Linked DNA regions of Mus musculus: region 1 is linked to region 2. A link is a contact called in public HiChIP or PLAC-seq data. All regions are on one chromosome and are shown on one strand. Each heading gives the region's core, a stretch centred on a gene start, on an enhancer-like site or on the middle of the called end of the contact. The rest is flanking DNA. Distances are from core to core; before and after follow the strand shown.

Region 1 (4,457 bases), core at 1,155-3,654, 530 kb after region 2:
GCAAGTGATTTTCACTAACCAACCATGTCCTCATCTCCCTAAACATTTATTATTGACAAGTGTGTTATCGACCCAATGAAATTTCAATTCTAGAGCAAGTTTTGGAAGATAGAGTCAAAGGATTAGATCATTAATGCTGATCACATTGGGCCAGTTCCATCTGTCATTCCTTGTTGTTATTGGCTGAGACCTTTATACGTGTTGTGGTTTTTCTTTATAGGCAAACGAAGCTTCTGCCAAAATCACTAACACTTGAATGACCCATAATTCCTTCTTGTTAAGTTGTTCATTTATAGCAAATAAGATGTGTTGATGTGCCCACACTGCAAATTATTGGACAGGCATAAGTTTCATTATCCATGAGTTAGGTGGCTTGGCATATTGGAGAATCAGATATAGATGTCTCTTCTCTGGGGTAGAGAAAAGTCCATTGAGAAAGTTTGTATCTGTCTACTTTGTGATATTGCCTATAAGGAGTAATCATAGGTCGAGGGCTGAAGGAGGAAAGAGCTGACCATTAGCCCTATGTATCCACTCCTAAGATACTCATTGGGCTATGCACAGACAACTTCCCATCCCCATGAACTTATTCTCTGTTGGTTCAGTGGTCTTTGGCTAAAGGAATAAATGTTCCCACCCACAGTTATAACCAGTTCACTAATGTATTTTCTTTCATTCCTTCTTCCTTTATTACTACTTTCTATAATTTGTCTTCCCTAGCAGCATAACCTTCTTTCTTGAATAGCTTTTCTCCCTTGATCTCCTTTGGGCTGAATGACTTCTATTTCAGTGTTTAGTGTTTTGAGTCTGAACAGCCACAAGAGGGCATATAGCAACCAGTAAGTTGCTTTGCATCTGCATGTAAGACAAATCCAAAAACCCTGGAGCAAGCCATGCCAGGGATGCTTGTCTGTGTATTTTAGAAAGCTTTGTATTTGTTCTCTGTGAATTTCACATCATGCACCCCAGGCTGCTCATCTACTCATCCTGTTGTATCTGTGCTCCACCCTTGCAACGCCCACAAGGGGGAAAACGCCCACACATACAAACAAAGAAACCAAACCAAAACAATGAAAACAAACACATAAAACATAAAAATCATCTCACTGTGGAAAATATAGAAAAGGTGGCCTATCTCCAATAAAGTCACTTGCTAGCCTTAGCCTCTCTGATGGCTCCTGACAATCTGTGATGAGTGACCTCTGAAAGGCAGGGTATCCAGAGACTTCATCTCAGGATTGATTCTTGCAGTTGATGTGACTTTCCTGTCACTATTACATAGCCTAAGGGTTCTTGGGCATTAGCCCACTCTATAGGTGTAAATGTACTGCAGATCAACATAAATATGTCCTTTCAGGGGTTAATACTGTTTAGATGACTAAATTATTTTTGCTTATTAATCACTTTATTTGTTAACATTTTAAATGATGCCCCTATCCTGGTTGAGGAAAGCAGAAGAGGCTGGAGCAAACAGAACCTATCATAAACAGTGAAAGGAAGGGATGGAGAGAAGAGAAATAGGAATTAGATACCCAGACAGAGGGAGAAAATCTGAATAGTTCAGACAGTCAGAGGTGGTCAGCCTTTCTACTCTTAGCCACAGTCTCAGAACCATCACACAATAGCACACACTTCTGTCAGCTTGTTTTTGTGATCATTTATAACAAGAACCTTTTAGAAATTTTCCAAGAAGCCGGGCGTGGTGGCGCATACCTTTAATCCCAGCATTCGGGAGGCAGAGGCAGGCGGATTTCTGAGTTCAAGGCCAGCCTGGTCTACAAAGTGAGTTCCAGGACAGCCAGGGCTATAGGGAAACCCTGTCTCGAAAAAACCAAAAAAAAAAAAAAAAAAAAAAAAAAAAAGAAATTTTCCAAGAAAGGGAGATGTTGTGTGTGATACTTTTTGTGGAGAGATATGGAAATATGGCTGTTTACCTGAGATAGGACATGGAGGAGAAAGGAAAGGAAAGAATAAGTCAGATCCAACTTGGTGAAATCAGTGATCTTATTGGAGTGAGGTTATGTCATCTCAAAAGGAACACACTGAAATGTGGCAAGGGTTATCAGTTTTTACATTGCTAAGAATTCAGATCTCCAGAGAAAACAATAATGAGAATCAATAGAGAGTAACTGTTGTACTGTCAGGTTGTTTGAACTCTGATTGCTTTTCTTGGAGATAGTTTGATGGGAAACTGGCTCCATCACCCTTATTACTGAAGCTTTGTTCTTTCTTGACCAATAGCCCATGGTTACCACACAGCAACTGTGAAAATGCTGAGGCATGTGTGTTTAGGGCACAATTTAGAGGGTGAAGAAAATCAGGACAGTCTTAGGGTGCACTTCTGCTCTATGAGGCCCTGTTGCACAATTTATGCAAACCCAAAGGAAGTGGGACTCTGATCTGTGGTGGGGGAAATCCATGCTTGAGACACAAATAATTACTGTGCGGTAACAGACTACCAGCAACTGTCTCTGGGAACCTATGCAGGCTCTCAGTTAGAACCAGGCCTAGGTAGTTCACTAGTTGGGTGATATAAGTCATTTAACCAGGGATGCACATCTTCTATCAAGGGTGAGAATGTTAATATTTAATACCCAGCAGGCTTCAGGGTCCTCAACTCAGTTTTATAGTATGAGTACAAAGAAAATATGCCAACAGTGCATCATTTAAATACATAGTATTTGGATTTCACATCACTTCACACATCATGTTTTATTATTTTGTTCATGTTCAGGCAAAACTCAAAATAAAACAAAACCAGCCAACCAAACAAGAAAACTATTCCTGGTTTGTAGGCTGTACAACTGGTGTTGGTGGGACTGGGGAGAGAGTGTCAGTGGTTAAGATCACTTAAAGTGGTGGCAAGATGTGACCATAGTTTAGGAGGCTCATTCACTTTTCCTGTGAATTCAGAGTTATACTAGTTTCAAATATAATTTTTTATTAGAGTAGAATAGACAAGATAACTGATATAGAGCACATACCACAAATTCCAGTGTAGTAAATCTAGGTCTTTTTTTTTTTTTTAGATTTAAGAAAAAAATAATGAGAATATGAAAACATATGGTAGTAAAGTATTTTTATTTTACATCACCTTCCTTATTAAGAAACAGAGTTCAGAAATGAGGGAAGTATTAGGCATTTCATGATTCTATGATGGTGTTGTATGATAGGACTTAATAGCATTAGACTGCTGGGTGTTCCTGTCCATGAGGTTGTGCTGTACAAATACCTTTTCATAAATAAGCAATCTGAGGCACAAATGAAATACTAGGACAAGTGTCCAAACTTACACATGGAGTTCTGCTTTCAGAACCAGGAACAATCACCACTTCCCATTGTTGGCAACCTTTGTGTAGGGTGGAAGATAATGAAACTCACACATATAAACATCCACATATTGCTAGTTCCTATTCCTGTATAGTCTATATGCAGATAGAGACTCGAGAAATCAATTGAATTGGGTGTAGTGTTTGGTTTTGGACCCTGGAAAAAAAGAGATTGAAATACATATTTTACATATCAGAGCAGATCTGGCCTCCAGTTGGTTCTCCCAGCATCCCTCAGTTCCTACCTGGCATACCCTGACCCCAACCTTGAAGTTTTTAGTCAAGTGGCTAGGCTGTCCCTCCCCCAGAGGCTCCTCTCTAAATAATCCATACATCTCTGTCTCCCCTCTGTGTATATATGTGTGTGTGTGTGTGTGTGCGCGCACAAGTGCGCTTGCGTGCACACACACATGTGTCCTTTCTTCCCATTTCACCCCCAATGGCAATTCCTTTGGTCTCAATCTTTGGGGCCAGTGAACTCAATCAAGACCAGCTTCCCAATAAACCTGCCTTTAATATAATCTAATGTGGCACAAATTGGCTTATTTCACTGGCAGAGAAATAACCTATAGATGGTGGCAAAACCCAGGAGAAGTCCCCAGCCTGATGGCCCATGTCTTTCCTGTCAACATAGGGAACACTTGTGTCCCTCTATCCTCTTCTGATAGATACATCATTTCTTTGGACTCTTTGAGTAACCATCCCCAGCTAGCCTTTTAAGGCAGAGGGCCCTATGGGCTCTCTCTACTGAGTCGTGGCTGCACCAGAGTTAGCCTCATCTGAACAAAGACCAGGTCTTTGTTTGTAGGGAACATGTGATCCAGAGAGGTCTTATCTGAGGTTACTGCCACAACATAAGCTGTTTGATCTCAGACTATGAATTGGGGTGCTGATTCAATAGTGTTGGGATCTCTGACAACTGCTGGGAAGATGGGTACCACGGGATCTAGAACAAAAATTTATTCAAATTTGTCGGAACCCCCTGTGCCCAGTGCTTTGGAAGCTGCACTCTTCTACTCTTTACTGCACTGCTGCCTAGCCTCTCCCTTCCCTCTTCTCTCCTGTCCTTGTGTGGCTTCAGTGGCAGCAGGTGCAGCCACAGCATCAGCATCAATTACAATGATGGTG
Region 2 (4,545 bases), core at 1,352-3,851:
AAACTTGTCTGTGGGGGAAACTGTAATATTTGGAGGTTTGCCATGGTGGCTGTCTTTCATTAAATATTGCTAGAATCCATTTTAGGAATTGAAAATATAGGAAGTATTTTTGGGCCAGTTGTATAAAATAAAAGCTGTTTCCTTTTCTTTCCTTCTTTCCTTCCTTCCTTCTTTCCTTCCTTCCTTCCTTCTTTCTTTTTCTTTTTTGGTTTGCTTTAGTTTTGGTTTTTGGTTTTTGGTTTTTGGAGACAGGTTTTCTCATTGTGGCCCTGGCTGTTCTAGAACTGACTCTACAGACCAGGCTGGCCTTGGTCAAGAGATTTGCCTTCAGGCAATCTCAGCATTTAAGAGCACTGACTGTTCTTCTGAAAGTCCTGAGTTTAAATCCCAGCAACCACACGGTGGCTCACAACCATCTGTAATGAGATCTGATGCCCTCTTCTGGTGTGTCTGAAGACAGCTATGGTGTACTTAGATATAATAATAGATAAATCTTGGGGCCAGAGTGAGGAGTTCCAGATCGAGCAGAGGTCCTGAGTTCAATTGTCAGCAACCACAAGATGGCTCACAACCATCTGTCCAGCTACAGTTTACTCATATACATAAAATAAATAAATCTTAAAGAGAAAGGGAGGGGAGGGGAGGGGAGGGGAGGGGAGGGGAGTGGAGAGAGATTTGCCTGTCTTTGCCTCTCAAGTTCTGGGATTAAAGGCACATGCCACCACAACCCAGCTAAAAGGTTTTTCATAGGTAACTGTCTAAGGGAGTTGCAATAAGAACAAACAGACATGACTACAAACTGACTCAAAGAGATGACATAGATTGTTAAATACATTGAATTCCAGACTTTAAAAAAAAAATGAGAACTTTAGGCACTCAGGGTCCTTTATGAGAAGCAACATGTGTCTGTATGAGTTTGACTACAGTGGAGAAGTCTGGGAAAGGGAAATTCAACATTCTTAGTCCTTGGCTTTTCTGTTACATCCAGTGGTTTTTTACACATCTCCTTCCCATAAGTTCAAGTTTTAGGACTTGGGATTAAGTTTCCCCAGAGCCTAGAAAAAAAAAAGTGGTATCTATATTTGATAAATGGTGAATGGATGAAGAATAGGCTAAGTCAGCTGTGGGTCCAGACCCCTTTGGGAACCCCGTCTCCAAAAAAGTATTTGCATTACATTAAGAATTGTAACAGTAGCAAATTACAGTTATGAAGTAGCAATAAAAAACAATTCTATTGTTGGCAATCACCACAAAATAAACTGTATTAAAGGACCGCTGTACTAGGATGGTTGGGAACCACTGGCTTAAGTCACACTAAGTATGGTGAGAAAGGAAGATTGAATTTAAATCCTTTACTCATAAATGACTTGATTACTAAAAAAACAAACAAACAAACAAAAAACCCACAATATTGAAAAGATGAGAAATCTGGACTGTGATTACCCCAATATTCCAGAACTTGGATCCAAACCCACTCAATTAGTGGTGGCTCTGTGGAGCAATGCTGAAAGGAGACAGAAAGACAGATAATCAAAGCTTCAAACTTTTTGTTTTCACATGTTCTAATGTTAATGTAGAAAGAAAAATTCCATTGTGTACAACGGTCTTAATTAGTTAAGTCCTAATTAGATATGCCTAGAATCCTGTATTCAAGCATACAAGACCCCAAAGACAGGAACATAGAGATGAAAAAGGATTGATCTTTTGTTTCGATTTGATGATTTTAGATTACCAACTACTTTAGCTGGACCGATACGGACACTACAGCCTGCTGTCTGCCCCTATGCTTTATGAAAGAGCTTACTCCAGGAAGATACTCAGCACCACTCTCCAAAAGGAGGAAATGAATACATTGTTTCTTGGAAACTGGAAGGAGTGGAGTATGGAAGGAACACGAAGGTATCTTAATCTGAGTCCTTAAAGTTTGCACATACCTCAAAAAAAAAAAAAAAAAAGTTACACACCAGTCGTTGGCAATCTCTCAAGTATAAAGCAGATCATAACACTGGACACTTATAGCGCCCAAGCTTAACCTAAGAGCTGACCAGAGAAGATCTGCAGCTTAAAGGACTGAAATATAGATAATTCGTGAAATGAGAAACACAGGTACTGAATATCACATGAGTCACACTTGTTACTATGCTGCTGCTGTCGGGATGAAGGTACGGTAATAAAAGTCTTTGTCTTGGGTACATTGTCTTGTTAAGCCTCCCAAATGCTCCTGGACCCAAGAAACATTGAGGTGCGCGCTTTCTTTGGAAGCGAGCACTGGATAGTACGTACAGAAGCTCCTCCTAACCCGTCCTGGGATCAGCGTCCCAGGCCAGCGGGGCAGCTCCTAACCCGGCCCTCCTCCGCCGGACAGGGGTGGGGCTGCCGAGAGACAGCGCGTGCGGCTCTGTGGCCACCCTTTCAGTGGTTTTGCTGGCCTCCGGTCTCGCTTACTCATTTCCCTCCCTGACTTTACAGTGCACAGTTGCTGCACTAAAAGTGGGCGTGGCTCGGAACGAATAAAACACGCCCCTCTCGTGACGTAAGCACTGTTGCATGCGGAAGTCCGGCCTTAATTCCAATCAGGTCCTAGCAGCTCTGAAAAGTAACGTGGCATACTATGTAAAACATTTGCAACTTGCCAAATCAGTCAAACGTAAATTATTTATTTAGGGGCTGAAAAATCACTTCTGCCTGATTTTTAGCTACAAAAACGAGAAAAAAATAGCATTTTTCTACTGCTTCTTGAGCACGTGTTCTTACCTAGCGATAAGCACCTTAAATACAGGGCGCGTGCGCGGGCAGGTCGCCGCCGAAAGCCTGCGAGATTACCCAGCAACTTTGCGTCTTCCCAGAGAGCGTCCGTGGTGGAACTGGGCAAGCATGGGGAAGGTGAATGTAGCCAAGCTTAGGTACATGAGCCGCGATGACTTCAGAGTTCTGACTGCGGTAAGGAGTACACCTTTCTTGCTTATCCATTCGGTGACGTCCTCCTCCTGCTATTCTAAGGTCGCTGGGAGCTGAGTGAGGGCTCTCTGATTTGTGGATTGTTTGCCGAGGCTGGGATCTGGGTAAAGGGCACCAAGGTCTGATTTTCATGAAGCTTTGTGAAAAAAAGAACTATCTTTTACTAAACATGGTTCTTCCTTTCAGCTTCTTTTGCTGCAGATGTGCTTACGTCTCTGTGGCCCGGGAAATTTCATTGATCTTTGGCTTCCAAACTAGGGGAGGGTGGGAGTTAAGTCCTCTAATAGACTCAGACACTTAATGTTAAAAAAAAAAAGTCAGCTTTCTCTATCAAATATAACAGCAGAGTGCAAAACAAAGGAGGAAAGGAGATGCCTCTTAGTCGACCAGCAAATCAATATGTTAACAATGTAGTCAGATAGTAAGTACCGTGAAGGTAACAAAGGATAAAGAAATAGAAAGTAGCCACGTGTTGGAAGGATACTGTCTTTGAGTTTTACAGTGATGGAGACAGAATCCAAGAATCTTGTCTTTACTGTTAATCGAACTACAAAGTTTGTCCCCACCCCCCGAACCAATGAATCTTAACTGCCGGAGAAAAAAGTGTCCTTGGAGAGAGTTGTAGAAGAGGTGTCCTTGGAGAGAGTTAGAGGCAAATTAGAGCAAAAACTCAGAGATGGGAGGGAGAGTCTTCATAGAAGAGAAAGGTTCGATATAATGGTTGGGGACATACATGGAAAATGAGAACCAAACCATATAAGCCCTTGCAGGCCTAGTAAACGATGTGTGTGTAAGCCCGTGATTTATTTTTATTTATTTTTTAATTCATTTATTTATTTATTTATTTTGGTTTTTCAAGACAGGGTTTCTCTGGGTGTCCCTGGCTATCCTGAAACTCACTCTGTAGACAGACTGGCCTCAAACTCAGAAATCTGCCTGCCTCTGCCTCCCAAGTGCTGGGATTAAAGGCGTGCGACACCACTGCCTGACCTGTGAATGTTTTAATTAGGAAGATGACAAAATCTGATTCTGTAGTTTTAGTGTTGTGGCACAGAAATCAGGACAGTTATGTAAGGTTAGAATGAGTCAGGCTTTGTTTAGGAGTTGCTGACTTTTGGTAAGGGCTGTGTTGCATAATAGGATATGAAATGTGAGTTGCCTGGTTCATGTATTATTTTAAGCCTTTGTAGCCAAGTTAAGTAGGTAACGTTTACAAATTCATCAAATGCAAGGTCCACATGAACTTTGGCATGTGCTTCCTTTTTCCTATAGCTTCCTTAATTAACCTGGCTTTTTCTTTAAGTAATGGCTTTCCTTCTCAGCACATTCATTCATTTCTCAGTGTCTTGACAAAAATAGGGTAGTCGATAAGTGTATTGGAGGATTGGGGAAGCAAGGAAAGGAGATAAGAACGAGCTAAAACTTTCAAAGGCGCAGTTATGGTGGGACACCAGAGTAAAGATTTTTCTTCCAGAATTTCTAAGATCCTAAAGACTCACCTAGGCAGCAGACTTAACATTCTGGACTCAATGGATGCCACCAGTGCTGTCTTCCCTGGCTGCTCCCTGTAGGAACTTCTTTGCCATT

The links. HiChIP or PLAC-seq counts read pairs in DNA pulled down with a chosen protein or histone mark.
Region 1: an H3K4me3 HiChIP or PLAC-seq map of bone marrow-derived macrophages shows a contact between it and region 2, with 5 times the contacts expected there. The contact joins the enhancer-like site here to the promoter of Riok2 in region 2. A contact is called at or near these places in 9 of 39 promoter capture datasets (the 3T3-L1 cell line, the C10 cell line, frontonasal cranial neural crest and 6 more), 4 of 484 Hi-C or Micro-C datasets (Sertoli cells, cerebellar granule neurons, cerebral cortex and 1 more), 5 of 115 datasets of contacts at active chromatin or transcription factors (astrocytes, bone marrow-derived macrophages, embryonic stem cells and 2 more) and 3 of 9 other capture datasets (adipose tissue, liver and macrophages).

What each region holds. Positions count from the first base shown.
Region 1 is chr17:17,898,602-17,903,058 of GRCm38.p6, forward strand. No RefSeq gene overlaps it. Among named protein-coding and RNA genes, the nearest start is that of Fpr2, 13 kb to the left of the region's middle. Within about 2 kb of position 2,405, at least 48 of the 459 cell types and tissues checked have an H3K27ac peak or open chromatin away from gene starts, as enhancers often do. A contact at or near this core is called in bone marrow-derived macrophages, where this site is marked.
Region 2 is chr17:17,371,731-17,376,275 of GRCm38.p6, forward strand. It overlaps Riok2 (RIO kinase 2), which reads left to right and starts at 2,602. Exons shown (of 10, transcript NM_025934.2): 1 at 2,602-2,940. The coding sequence starts at 2,875. Gm36768 (predicted gene, 36768) reads right to left here and starts at 2,486. Exons shown (of 4, transcript NR_168690.1): 1 at 2,284-2,486; 2 at 1,444-1,504.